Linked DNA regions of Sus scrofa: regions 2, 3 and 4 are each linked to region 1. Evidence: chromatin contacts called from public HiChIP or PLAC-seq data. All regions are on one chromosome and are shown on one strand. The core of a region is the stretch at or near the end of the contact, and the rest is flanking DNA. Distances in the headings are between cores, read along the strand shown. Region 1 overlaps LOC397451 (leukemia inhibitory factor receptor). Region 2 has its middle 210 kb from the start of EGFLAM. Region 3 overlaps EGFLAM (pikachurin). Region 4 overlaps LOC106506470 (a long non-coding RNA gene).

Region 1 (3,101 bases), core at 381-2,880:
TTTGGCAACACAGTGATTGACTAGGAAGCTATTCATTCATCCAGAAAATAATTTAACAGTTTTGAAATGTGTGCTCATGCCTCATGTGTGCTTTGCTTATGAGTATTTGCTCAGTTTGGGATTCATTTCTTGAGTTTTGGTACTACTCACCAATAGCCAGCCAGTCATCCGGCCATTTGCTTTCACTAAGAAAAACATTTCTTGAATTCTCTTACTAGACACCGGTTATTTAGATGCTGGATCACCTTTCCTTTGTCAAGTCCATTTCTCACATCCTGTCTCACATTTCCTATTTCTGCCTTTTGCTTATTCTGAAAGATTACTCACTGTCACTTATCTGTTTATTAAAATTTTTTAGTGTCTGAGTTCCCATCATGGCACGAACCTGACTAGGCACCATGAGGTTGCGGGTTCGATCCCTGGCCTTTCTCACTGGGTTAAGGATCCAGCGTTGCTGTGAGCTGTGGTGTAGGTCGCAGATGTGGCTCGGAATTCCGCATTGCTGTGTTTCTGGCGTAGGCTGGCAGCTATAGCTCCGATTAGACTCCTAGCCTGGGAACCTCCATATGCCACAGGTGTGGCCCTAGAAAAGACAAAAAAAAAAAATTTTTTTTTAAATATCAGCCAATGTATTTAACATATAAGAGCTACATTTATTTTGATTATTCGTTTTTCATTGCATTCTCTTCTTGTTTTTATGGCTGTGCTGTGCCTGCTCAGAATAATATTTAGAGGCAGTTTTCTGTTTTGTTCTTTGTTTGTTTGTTTTTAAGTTTTCCTCTTCCTCACATAATCCCTATTTCCTCTGGGAGTAATTTTTATTTTCTTCTTAGTGATCCGGCTTATCCTGAGTTTCTCTTTAATGATTTAGGCTTTGCTTATAAGTTTGGATCTTTCATTATGATCTCCAATTGTCTATTCCAGTATCAAAATGAGGCAATATTAGGTGTGACAAGGAGTTTTTAGCATGTAGGGAGGACTTGTTGGCTGGCAGCCTTCATTCAGCAAGAGTGGACAGAACACCATTACTCAGAGGAATCCCTGTGTCAGGTGTAGAAGGCTTTCCTTCTTGGCACCATGTCTTTGTTAGCTGCTCTGCCCCCTAACAACTCTTTAATGTTCTGCAGGAGAACACTTCTGTTGGAGTGGGGAATAGGAGCATGGTCAAAGTTGACTTCCATAAATAGATCTTCAAACCCTTTAGCTCCAGCCCTCATAAATCACTGCCTCCTTCTTCATGCACCCAGAGAGGATTTGAGTGGCCCCACTATCCAGCCAGCATTGTTTTTTCCACCAAATCTAGTAGCATATTTGCCTTCTCTCTTCTCCCTACACCTCACATAATATACAGAATACACTTACAACACATATATGTGCTTGGCACTATTCCAGGTTCTTTCCATATATTTACTCATTAAATCTTCACAACAAAATTACAAGCAAAATATAGTTATCATCCTTACTTTACAGTTGAGGAAACTGAAGCACAGAGAGATTACAGTCACACCTAAGTGCAGAAGCTGGAGCTCAGAGCCTGTGTGTGTTCATAAGCACCACACTGTCCTGCCTGTAATGGATGGGTAAGACCCGGCATCTCTAGAACAGATCCTGAGACTGCCTACCTCTCACCACCTCTGCCCTTAGAACTGCGGTCCTCACCAGTTATCTCGTGTGGAGTATGGTTTCTTTGCCTCTGTCCTCCCCTAGAGTCTGTTCTTTATGTAGCAGCTAGAGAAATCTTCGGTATCCCTTTGATGCCCCATGTGGCCTGACCAGCCCACCCTCTTCCTGACCTTTGAACCTGATAAGCTGCCTTTGTCTTAGGATCTCTATATTTGCTTTTACTGTCCTTTCCTGTGATCTTATCATGACCGTCTTCTCATCAGTCAGATCCCAGCTCAGAAAACAGACTTTCACTCACTCGCTCTCATGCCTATTGATTTACTCTAGTTTTTAAAGTCATATCAGGATCTTAAATTTCTTACTTATGTATGTGTCCCTAGAACTAGCATCTAAATTCCTTGAAGGTGGGGATTTAAATAATTTAAATTTATGAGAAATAGGAACTTTACATCACAGTATTTGTGGAAAAGAATACCAATAATACTTTTCATAAGTAACTCTAAAAGTTAATATATACTAATTTAAATTTAAAAAGCCATTTCACATATCACTTAAAATTATCAGAACCTCAGTTTTATGCACTGCTTCTCTGTACTCTGTACTGGAGTGTCGATAAATATGTGCTCAGTTATAATCTTGAAAACTGACCCTTTAATGCATCCCAGAGCAACAGCTGTGTCCAGTCATCATGTCTCCTAGAGCCGGGGCAGCTGAATCTAGTGTCTCCATGGTTTTAACATGCAGTATGTTTTGGTATTTGTTGGTATCCATTTTCAGTGTTGATGTACACAGGATAAAGATGCTTTTGGACCAGTTTGAACACCATTTGAAACTTTTCTTCTCACACAGGACTGACTGCATTTCACAAATGATTTCCTTACGTTTGAAGAGACCATCCTGGATGGTGGACAGTAGGAGAATGAGGACGACTTCCGATTTCCAATGGCTCTTATTAATGTTTCTTCTTATGTATTTAATGAGTCAAGTAAACAGCCAGAAAAAAAGTAAGTATATCCAGAGTCAGGGAAAATGAGCTGATTGCAGTGTCATTACTGTTTTGATTAAAAGGCAATATTGGGTCTTTACTGAACCCTTCAGATAGTTGTTAAAATCCATTTCTTTGTTATTTTTTAATGTACTTTTTGGTTTCTTTTAAAAAGGCCCATAAAAGATAGCTCTAAATATTCTTTTCCCACTAAAAAATTAAGGTATAACTTACATACAGTAAAATTCACGCTCTTAGGATAAAGTTCTGTGAGTTTTGGCAAATATGTAGTCATATAACCATCTGCACAATCAAGATACAGAACAGTTGCCTCATTCCAGAATATTTCTCATGCTCTTCTATTGTCAGCCCCTCCCATCCCCCCCTCCATCTGGCAATGATCTGTTTTCTGTCTGTAATTTCAAAATGTCACATAAATAAAATCTAAATATCAGCTTTAAATAATATATGGTTTGTTTTCATCCTGTTTAAA
Region 2 (3,174 bases), core at 175-2,674, 140 kb after region 1:
TGAACATTCTTTGAACATGAGTTTGAAGTGCAATTACTCACAGGGTCTCTCTCAGAAGCCAGACCCGGCTGTTGAACTGGATTAGTCATTTTGCTGCCTGAATAGCACCACCTATCAGCTGGGACTTCCTAAGGACAGCCTGTCACTTGGACGAAGACCCCTGGCTTAAATGCCTTCAGCCTCAAATGCTTGACCTAGGCAGGGCTGCTTATATTGCCCTTGTCTGTTTCACGTGTGCTGTAGAAAAAGCTACTTCCGATGCTGCTGAATGACCCTGCCTCCTCCATTTGGTGATATAACTATGGTGGAGTGGGCAGAAGCAGCCCAAATTCCTTTTTCTGGATTCCGATGTTGACTCCCTGCTGGCAGCCCTCTCCCCTCTGGGCTCCTTCTGTTTTTGTTTTTGCTTTTGTTTTGCTTTTTAGGGCCGCATGCGTGGCATGTGGAAGTTCCCAGGCTAGGGGTTGAATCAGAGCCACAGCTGCTGGCCTACACCATAGCAACAACAATGCGGGATCCAAGCCACATCTTAGACCTACATCAAAGTTCAGGGCAACGCCAGATCCTTAACCCACTGAGCAGGGCCAGGGAACAAATCTGAGTGCTCATGGGTACTAGTTGCATTCGTTACCACTGCGCCACAACAGGAACTTCTGGGCTCCTTCTGTTTGTTTTTTGGCTGCCCCTGGGGTATAAGGAGTTCCCTGACCATATCATCAGGGATCAGGTCTGAGCCACAGCTGCAACCTAAGCAACAGCTGCAGCAACGGAAGATCCTTCACCCACTGTGCGGGGATGGAACCTGCGTCCCAGTGCTCCCAAGACAGTGATCCCGTTGCGCCACAGCAGGAACTCCTTTTTCGGTTTGTTGGTTTGTATTTGCTTTTTTGGTGGGCTCCTTCTGGATGGCAGGCCTGGTGCACTTCTTCCCTGCTTTTGACAAGATAAGCCAAAAGAACCCTTCTCCATTAAGGGACCGGCACCCGCCTACCCCCACCTCCACCTTCAAGGGCAGCCACTGTGTGTTCCTGGAGAGGCCAAGAAGGGAACGTGAAACAGCCAATGCTTGGTCTCCTAAAGGATGACTCAGCTTTCCACGTGGAGCTGGAATTCTCCGCCTTCATTTTCCCCAGCAGCTGGGCCATTGCAGGCTGCCCCTGTGCCTCCCTCCCCGGGAAGCTCGGCCTCGGGGGCAGGGGGCTGGCCCTCGGGCCCTGCGAGGGGCCGTGAGCACCCCCTCCCCAACTCCCTATTCTCCTTCCTTTGGGAACTCTCAGCGCTACAAACAAGCTTGCTGAGAACCATATTTTTCTGGGTGAAAGGTGAAAAATGCAGCATTTCCTCCAAATGGAAAGCACTGGGCCTGCCAGCTCCGGGCACGTTTCCGAGATCCTTCCTCCCACTTGGAGAGGAGGCAGCTCCTTGCAAGCAGGAGAGGAGCAGAGGTGGGTTGGTGGGAAGGAGAGGAGGGACGTGGGAAGGGAAGCCCCGGTCCCTCTGAAACCAGGGCCCTTTGTGTGTAGAAACCAGAGGGCCTGTTCGTGTCCAAGGGGCCTGGAGACGGGGCAGGACCGGGCTTGGAAACTGAAGGCAAACAAGAGGGCAGGAGAGCAGCACAGCTGCTCAGAGTGGCGCCTGAGGGCAGGGTTGCCCGAGCTGCCGCTTCCCGGGTTCTGGAGCAGCCTGGGGACCAAAGAGAGCCCACAAACCTTCGTGAGAGAGATCCCAAAGCTGGGCTTAGAGGAAATGCATGCTGTCAAAGTCAGGTTTAGCGGGAAAAGCAGGAACGTTCCCTTCTCTGACCCCACCCCAGCCGTCCTTGCTTCAAGAACACACGGGAAGTTCTGGGGAATTTTCTCAGCTCCTGACTGGAACAAACGCTTTTCAGGGACCTATGCTTCATGACATCCTTCCTGAGCCATCAGGGGCTGCCTTCAACTCCACGCTCCCTGGCTGCTCCTCAAACCTCTCCATCTAGCCAAGAGCCCAGCTGGCCTTCTGCGCAGAGCTGCTGCCCAAAAGCCATGACACAGATCCTGTCCCCCCGCCAGTCCTTCCTCCGCACAACAACATGGCCTACAAGTATCAGGCCACAGGCCGGAGAACAGAAAAATGGAAAAACGGGAGTGCAGTAGGCAGGGCTGGAGGAGCCGAAGCTGCAACCCCGGGCTGGGCCTGTCATCGCAACCTCACAGGACCCCTCCCAGCTCCAAGGGTCCTACGGACACACCACAGCCGCGGACTCCCTCCTCCTCTCACAGCCCCGCCCTCAACAGCGCAGGACTTGCTGTGGGGCTTTGACTGCACTGATGGCCCTGATTTTCCACCTCCTCTGTACCCCAGGCCCTGTGCCAGGCGACCTGTAATCATGATGGAGGTGGCGTTTCTTTATCTCTTGAATGTATGGACTCCGATTGATAGGATGTAGCAGAAGTGACACAAGGTGCTTCCAAACCTAGGCTAGAAAAGGCCTTAGACCTCGATTCCAGGGCCCTCGGCCTCCCCTGTGGTCATGCAAAGGGCACATCAGGCTGGCTTGCTGGTCCCAGGAGGAGGCTGGAGCAGACCCAAGTCACCTCACCATCCCGGCCATGGCCACGCTAAGCGAGCCACCCTATATGAGTGAACAAGTCCTGCTGAGGCCAGAGCCACCTAGTGAAGCCCAGCCAGGATCAGCAGAGCTGCCCAGCTGACCACTCAAGGCATGTAAGCAGGCAGCATGTCTTGTGGTGTGCCACTGAGGTTTTGTGGTCATTTGTCATATAGCACTATTGTGGCAATAGATAGCAGATACATTCACAGAGGAAATGGAGGTGGTGGGGTGGGGTCGGGGGGACCACAACGCCGGGCTAGCTCTCCTGCCCATCTGAACCCAGGTCTGATCCCTCAGCTTCAGGACAAGGGTTATATCCTCCCAACTTCCTCTGCTCTAAGTTGCATCTCCTGATTTTTGGCCACTGAGAGGGTCCAAGAGCTCACTCACCCCACCTTGGGCTATGCTGTCTCTTACCCTGTTCTCCTACCCTGAGCCTCCCCTGTGACCAGCTGCCCTACGCTGCTGCCCTCTCATCCACAGCATCTTTACTGCCCTGACTCCACCTCATGTCACCTGTCCCCCTCCAGTCCCTTTTGCACCCCCTCCTCTCCCACCCCTGGGAAGGTGTTTTGCACCCT
Region 3 (2,848 bases), core at 215-2,714, 160 kb after region 1:
TGTCTCTCAACCACTTTTGTTCCTTGAAAAGCCACCAGATTCCACCCTAAGAACTGGATACTTTTTTGGCTTAAAGTGCCTTGGTCTGTGAAGATGCGAGCAACCTAAAGGGGATGGAAAAAATCTTAGAACCATGGTGTGGGTGCGGGGTGGCAGGCTATCAACAACAAAGAGCTGGGGGAAGGAGAAGGAAGAGAAAAGGTCAAAGCAAAAGCGCCAAAGAGGAGACTCACTGGATTGAAGATTCTGCCTAGAGTCCATTTTTCTCTTGTCGTGTAAGTTGGCTATTCCAAACCAGGAGCTTGGACTCGGAGTGGGGCTGGAGCTTCTGCCACCAGCAATTAAAAGCCACATCTGTGGAGTTTCCACTGTAAAGCAGCAGGTTAAGGATCCAGCATTGTCTCCGCAGGGGCTCAAGTTCAATCCCCAGCCTGGAGCATGGGGCTAAGGGTCCGGGGTGGCCACAGCTGTGGCGTAAATCACAGCTGCTGCTTGGATTCGATCCCTGGCCCAGGAACTTCCATATGCCATGGGTGCAGTCAGAAAGGAAAGAAAAAAGAGCCACAGCTGTGACTCGGGCATCTCCTTGGGCCATGCTCCACATGAAGAGAGCTAAGGAGCCCCTCATCGAACTGGTAAGAGCCTGAAGAGGACAGTGGACCTTGCTGATGAAAACACGAAGTGGGACATGGACTTGGAGCTGTCTATGCGGCGGAGGCGCACCAGAACCCTTCTGCAACTGGTTCCAGGCAGACCCTGGCCATAGCACAGCAGGAAGCTGACTGCCTGCTGGGGAAGCAAGTGCATGTAACCCTGCCTTCTGGAGCATCAAGTTCTCACTGCTTCTCAAAGCCTGAAGGGTAGCAATCCCGGGTCTGGGTACACTCTTCTCTCCATGCCCTTTGACCAGAAAGGGTATGAGTTGTTTGTCAGGCGCTTGTTTGAAAGGCTGCATTTTTGAGTTTGTTTTTTTTTTTTTTTCGTGTGTGTTGTTTTGTTCTAGTTTCTATGTTTATTTTGTGTGTTCTTTTCCCCTGGGACTGTGGCTAAATTCTCGTGCCTTCTTGGAGAATTATCTTCTGGCATGCAAGATAAGGAACAGTTCTGCGGAAGAGACTGAGAAATCGACACCCCCCCCCAGGAGATAAGGAAGATGCTGGTGGAAGCTTATTACCTCTTGAGGATGGCTGGGTTGTCATACGTCAGGTAACTGCGGCCGATAAACTGCGGGATCTCAATGGCTTCCGTGATGGCTGAGACAGAAGAGAAAACGGAGGTTACATGGTCTGTAGTTCTCTTGACCCCCAGCCCTCAACCCCGTGGCAGGAAAACACAAAGAAAGCCAGCTCCTGGAAACAGGACATTCATCAGCTTGTCAGCCCCTTCCTCTTGGCAGCACACGCACTTGGCCCGGTTCGGGGCTGCGGGACCTGAAGGCCTGGAGTTGGCGTCTCCCCGTTGTCCCCTCCCTGGGGCTGGCTGCCACTGCTACTGGCTTCAGCATTACCAAAAGGCCTTGCAATATGCTGAAACCTGAACCATGCCCAGCGATTCCTGGAAGCCAAAGAGCAGGTCTTGGGTCACGTGGGGAGCAGCTGGGGAATAACTGTGTTATGTTCTCTAGGGAGGCAGAGAAAACAATCCCCCAGCAAACTCCCCACAGGATTTCTTTATTTGAAGCCAATCTGGCCCAGAACCCCTTTAGCCATGACCTCAGATGCTGGTGAAATAAGAGGGACGAGGTTTTGACTTTTTTTGCAAGCCACCTTCCCATGTCAATGTCACAAGCTTTTCATCGCAATCACCTGAAGAAGTGGGGGGCATGGGGGAAGGGAGGGGTGGTTGTCCCCACTTTATAGAAGAGGAAAGTGAGGCACAGAACCACCAAGGATTTGCCCAAGCTCATGCAGCTCAGAGCGCAACAGACCACGAACCAGTCTGGCCCTCCTCACTTCTGGCCCTCAGCCCACTTTTTACTTTCTAATATTTTACAAGTGTGTTTCCTTCCTCCCAACCTCTCGTCACTTCGTTTTCTTGAGGAATCACCCTCTTCCACCAGTTAGCAAGAGAATAGGTTAAGCAGTTGTGTTTGGTGTCACAAATTAGGGATAATTCAGGGCATTTCTTCTAAAGACGTAACAGCAATATCTCTTTTCTCTTTTGAAAGACCCAGAAATGGGAGTATAAAGAAATTAAGGTAGAATGAACTTCATGTTCAAAGAAATGTGTAAAACGAGAGCAAATAAGCCAGCTGAGGAAATCAGTTATAGTTTCACAAAACTATAAATATGTGGTTGGTGCAAAGCAGACACTGAACTAAGGACTCCACTCCCAGGAAAGAAAAATGTGTGATTGTGGACACTATGGATGACCAGAGAGTTTAAATTTAACTTCTGAACATTAGGAAGAAAGAAAGAAAGAAGAGGTAACAGCACACCACAAAACCTAATGACACTGGGCCCCCAAGTATAAGTTTCTATGTGGGCAGGTCACACACAGCATGTTTGCAAACTTCATAAAAAAGAAAAAGAAGAAAGAAAGGGAGAAAAAAAGAAAAGCAGAGGAAGAGAGGTAAAATTTAAAAGACAATTTCTGAGGTATCTATACAAGAAATTGCTTTATGTCCTCTGAAGAGGCAGAGGCCAGGACAAGGGCCCGCTGGGCCAGAAGGTCTCTTAGAGACAGAAGTGAAAGGCTCGGGCAGTTTAAATTCTGGCCCACCCCACTTGTCGCCCTCTGGTTAAAGTGAATAGGAGGAAGAAGCGGCATTCCCATTGTGGTGCAGCGGAAACGAATCCGACTAGGAACCCTGAGGTTGTGGGTTCGATTCCTGGCCCTGCTCAGGGGG
Region 4 (3,197 bases), core at 525-3,024, 210 kb before region 1:
ATAAGCTGCCAGTCAACACTTGACAGCTGGCAGAAGAGCTTTCTTAAAGAGAATGCAATTAATGCTGAGCAGGAACCCGAGGAGGTTATAAAATTCCAAACGAGCAGTGTGAACTGTAGGGCAGACAAAAGACAAGAGGAGAAGCTCCATTTAAACACGGCAAAGTGAAAACACAACCTTGGATCTGGGAAGAGTTGATGATAGCTAAACTAAGAATTAGAAAGTGGGTTCGGAACTTCCTGTGGGAGCCCTGCGCTGGCCTGTCTTCCCACTCCATGGACTATGTGCCAGCAAACACATCTCCTTTTCATTTGTCAGCATTCTGTTTCTTGTTAGCCACTGGGGTTCCCGGCAGTGGAAGAGACCAACATCACTTAATATGCAGGACCTGCACTCCTGCAATGATCTCTGCACGCTTAGGTCCTCATGCTTTGGAGACGCTGTGGGATGTCCCAGCCACCTGGGCAGTAGCTGGGCATGTTGCAGGGGCCACTGCCGCCTAAAGACAAGCCCTCTTCTCTCCCCAGAGACAGCTCTGTCCTGTGGTCTTCCTACCCTGCCCTCTCCCAATGTTCTTTTTTTTTTAAATGATTTTTATTTTTTCCATTATATAGTTGGTTTACAGTGTTCTGTCAATTTCTACTGTACAGCAGTGACCCAGTCATACATATATACGTACATATATATATATATATATGTACTTTCTCTCACATTATCTTCTATCATGTTCTGTCACAAGTGAGTAGATATAATTCCCTGTGCTATACAGCAGGATCTCATTGCTTATCCACTCCAAAGGCAGTAATTTGCATCTATTAACCCCAGACTCCCAGTCCATCCCACTCCCTCCCCCTCCCCCTTGGCAACCACGAGTCTATTCTCCAAGTCCATCATTTTCTTTTCTGTGGAAAGTTTCATTTGTGCCCTATATTAGATTCCAGATGTAAGTGATATCATATGGTGTTTTTCTTTTTTTGACTTACTTCACTTAGTATGAGAGTCTCTGGTTCCATCAATATTGCTGCAAATGGCATTATTGTGTTCTTTTTTATTGGCTGAGTAGTATTCCGTTGGGTATATATACCATATCTTCTTAATCCATTCACTAATATTCTTTTTCTTGGACCATTTTTCCCCTGAGCTTGCCTGGGCTAGCACCTCCCTTCAAGTGGCCTAACAGGTAGATAGTAGGCCTCTGTACCCTTTGTAGGGGAGGGGTGCTGAGGGACTAATTGGGAGCGGACACAGGGAGCCCCCTGGGGTGCTGGCAGTATTCTTTGTCTTGGTCTGAGTGATGGTTGGATAATGATATGTATGTAAATATCCATCCAGCTGTGCATTTGATTGTGCACTGCACTGTGAGTAGTAACCTGAGAGAGAGAGAAAATATAGAATCTGGGTTGGAATCCACTTTGAGTTGTATGACCTCTGGCTCTTGCCAGGCCTATAAACAGGGATAAATATACTACTTGTCACGGAGGGAGTTGCATGGATGAAATGAAAAAGCATTTGGTGCTGTATAGGGTGCTTGGTACAGGATGGGTGCTCAATAGTAGATTTGCAAATATCAGCATTATTGTTTGAGACAATGACTCTTCCAATGGTAATGAATACAAATGTTTTGATTTAAAATCCCTCTTCGCATGCTGGAGCATCTGGAGACCAACTCTCAAGGCCTTAACTCAAAGGTGTGACTAATCGTGGGGATATTAGGCAGTGAAGCAGGCTAACAGGAGAAAGTCACCGGGCAAGGGGCCCGGGAGTGCTCTTTCATTTATGGCAGCTGGGCAGCCCCAGCCACCTGGCTGGCCTGTGCAGGCTGGCCTCACCTGTATATCATACCCATTACAGCCACGTTTCTCGAGTCCTGGAGGCAAATTGCTGATGAATTCATTTCTGGCAAATAAATTCCACTCATATGCAAAATGTAAACGCTCTTGATCGACCCGCTCCAACACCAATGCTGAGAAACACAGCTATGACTAATGGCATTATCTCAGCTCAGCGGTGGAAAATCAGAGCCTTCGTGCTTCTTTTTTCTGACATCATTAAAATCTGCTTTACTCTGCCCAGGAAATGGATGAGACCCCTGGTTGCTGACCTCGACTTTGCCTGGAAATACTTAGAAATCCATAGAACTATAGAATGTCTGAGCTGCACGAGGTCTTAAAGAGCAGCTCAGCGAAAACCCCTCGCTTTATAGAAGTAGGAGGAAAAGTAACTCGCACAAGGTTCATTCATCTTCAACGAGTATTTATTCAGCGATCGTGGGCCAGGATTTGTGGTAGACCCTGGATTACATAACTTGGCATGGAAAATTCCTTCTAGCGCTCTTCCAGAATCCTCCCAAGCCAGAATATGACTTGAGTCGGTACTGCCAGATATGTATTAATGTCTTCAAGAGAATCCAGACAGTGTACAGCAGCTGCAGTGCTGAGTTAAATAATCCAGGGACCAGGGCTTCTGTCAGCTGGTATTGCAAACCCCAGGGGCTCACATGCAGGTGAGAGTCCAAGGCCAACACCTGAGCTGGGCAGAAGGACGCAGCCTCCCCTGCACTCCTCTTAGAATCTCCTCTGCTGCTCACAGCTCTTTGGGGGCATCACCTTTGTTTCCCGACTTCCTGATTTTCAGGCTGTTCTACAAGGTCTTTCCATTCTGAATTCAACCATGTACACGGGCTGGAAAGAGAAATGGACTAACCAGGGGGTTAGCCCTCGTCCTCAAACCCCCTAAACCACGGGCCCCAACTGCATGTGCTGTGGGGTATTAAACACCCGCCAGGTAACTTTATCACCCGCCAGGCCAGTAACCTAACCTGGAGAAGTGGACCAGGTTCAAGGCACCAGAGAGTATCCAGGGCTGTGGCAAATTGAAGAGGGCATGTCCTGCATAACAGGACAGTCTCTCCTCAGTCTGGTGGGTTTTTCCATGAAGATTACAAATGCAGCATTGCCACAGCTTCAGAATTTTTCCAAAAAAGCTGGAAAATTCTTTTTTTTTTTTTTTTCTTTTGGTCTTTAGGGCCATATCCATGGCATATGGAGGTTCCCAGGCTAGGGGTCCAATTGGAGCTACAGCTGCCAGCCTAAGCACAGCCACAGCAATGCCAGATCCAAGCCACATGTGCGACTTACACCCCAGCTCACAGCAATGCTGGATCCTTAACCCACTGAGCGAGGCCAGGGATCAAACCT

Evidence for each region. HiChIP or PLAC-seq counts read pairs in DNA pulled down with a chosen protein or histone mark.
Region 2: an H3K27ac HiChIP or PLAC-seq map of skeletal muscle shows a contact between it and region 1. The contact joins two enhancer-like sites. A contact is called at or near these places in 1 of 47 Hi-C or Micro-C datasets (fibroblasts) and 1 of 2 datasets of contacts at active chromatin or transcription factors (skeletal muscle).
Region 3: a contact with region 1 is called in an H3K27ac HiChIP or PLAC-seq map of skeletal muscle. The contact joins two enhancer-like sites. A contact is called at or near these places in 1 of 47 Hi-C or Micro-C datasets (fibroblasts) and 1 of 2 datasets of contacts at active chromatin or transcription factors (skeletal muscle).
Region 4: an H3K27ac HiChIP or PLAC-seq map of skeletal muscle shows a contact between it and region 1. The contact joins two enhancer-like sites. A contact is called at or near these places in 2 of 47 Hi-C or Micro-C datasets (heart right ventricle and psoas muscle) and 1 of 2 datasets of contacts at active chromatin or transcription factors (skeletal muscle).

What each region holds. Positions count from the first base shown.
Region 1 is chr16:23,745,135-23,748,235 of Sscrofa11.1, reverse strand. LOC397451 (leukemia inhibitory factor receptor) reads left to right here. Exons shown (of 20, transcript XM_021076925.1): 1 at 1-1,580; 2 at 2,473-2,627. The coding sequence starts at 1,372. Among named protein-coding and RNA genes, the nearest start is that of OSMR, 290 kb to the left of the region's middle. Within about 2 kb of position 1,630, at least 9 of the 83 cell types and tissues checked have an H3K27ac peak or open chromatin away from gene starts, as enhancers often do. A contact at or near this core is called in skeletal muscle, where this site is marked.
Region 2 is chr16:23,608,206-23,611,379 of Sscrofa11.1, reverse strand. No RefSeq gene overlaps it. Among named protein-coding and RNA genes, the nearest start is that of EGFLAM, 210 kb to the right of the region's middle. Within about 2 kb of position 1,424, at least 31 of the 83 cell types and tissues checked have an H3K27ac peak or open chromatin away from gene starts, as enhancers often do. A contact at or near this core is called in skeletal muscle, where this site is marked.
Region 3 is chr16:23,583,732-23,586,579 of Sscrofa11.1, reverse strand. EGFLAM (pikachurin) reads right to left here. Exons shown (of 24, transcript XM_021076641.1): 19 at 1,175-1,253. Among named protein-coding and RNA genes, the nearest start is that of EGFLAM, 180 kb to the right of the region's middle. Within about 2 kb of position 1,464, at least 16 of the 83 cell types and tissues checked have an H3K27ac peak or open chromatin away from gene starts, as enhancers often do. A contact at or near this core is called in skeletal muscle, where this site is marked.
Region 4 is chr16:23,958,533-23,961,729 of Sscrofa11.1, reverse strand. The region is part of intron 3 of LOC106506470 (a long non-coding RNA gene); the gene reads left to right. Among named protein-coding and RNA genes, the nearest start is that of OSMR, 81 kb to the left of the region's middle. Within about 2 kb of position 1,774, at least 5 of the 83 cell types and tissues checked have an H3K27ac peak or open chromatin away from gene starts, as enhancers often do. A contact at or near this core is called in skeletal muscle, where this site is marked.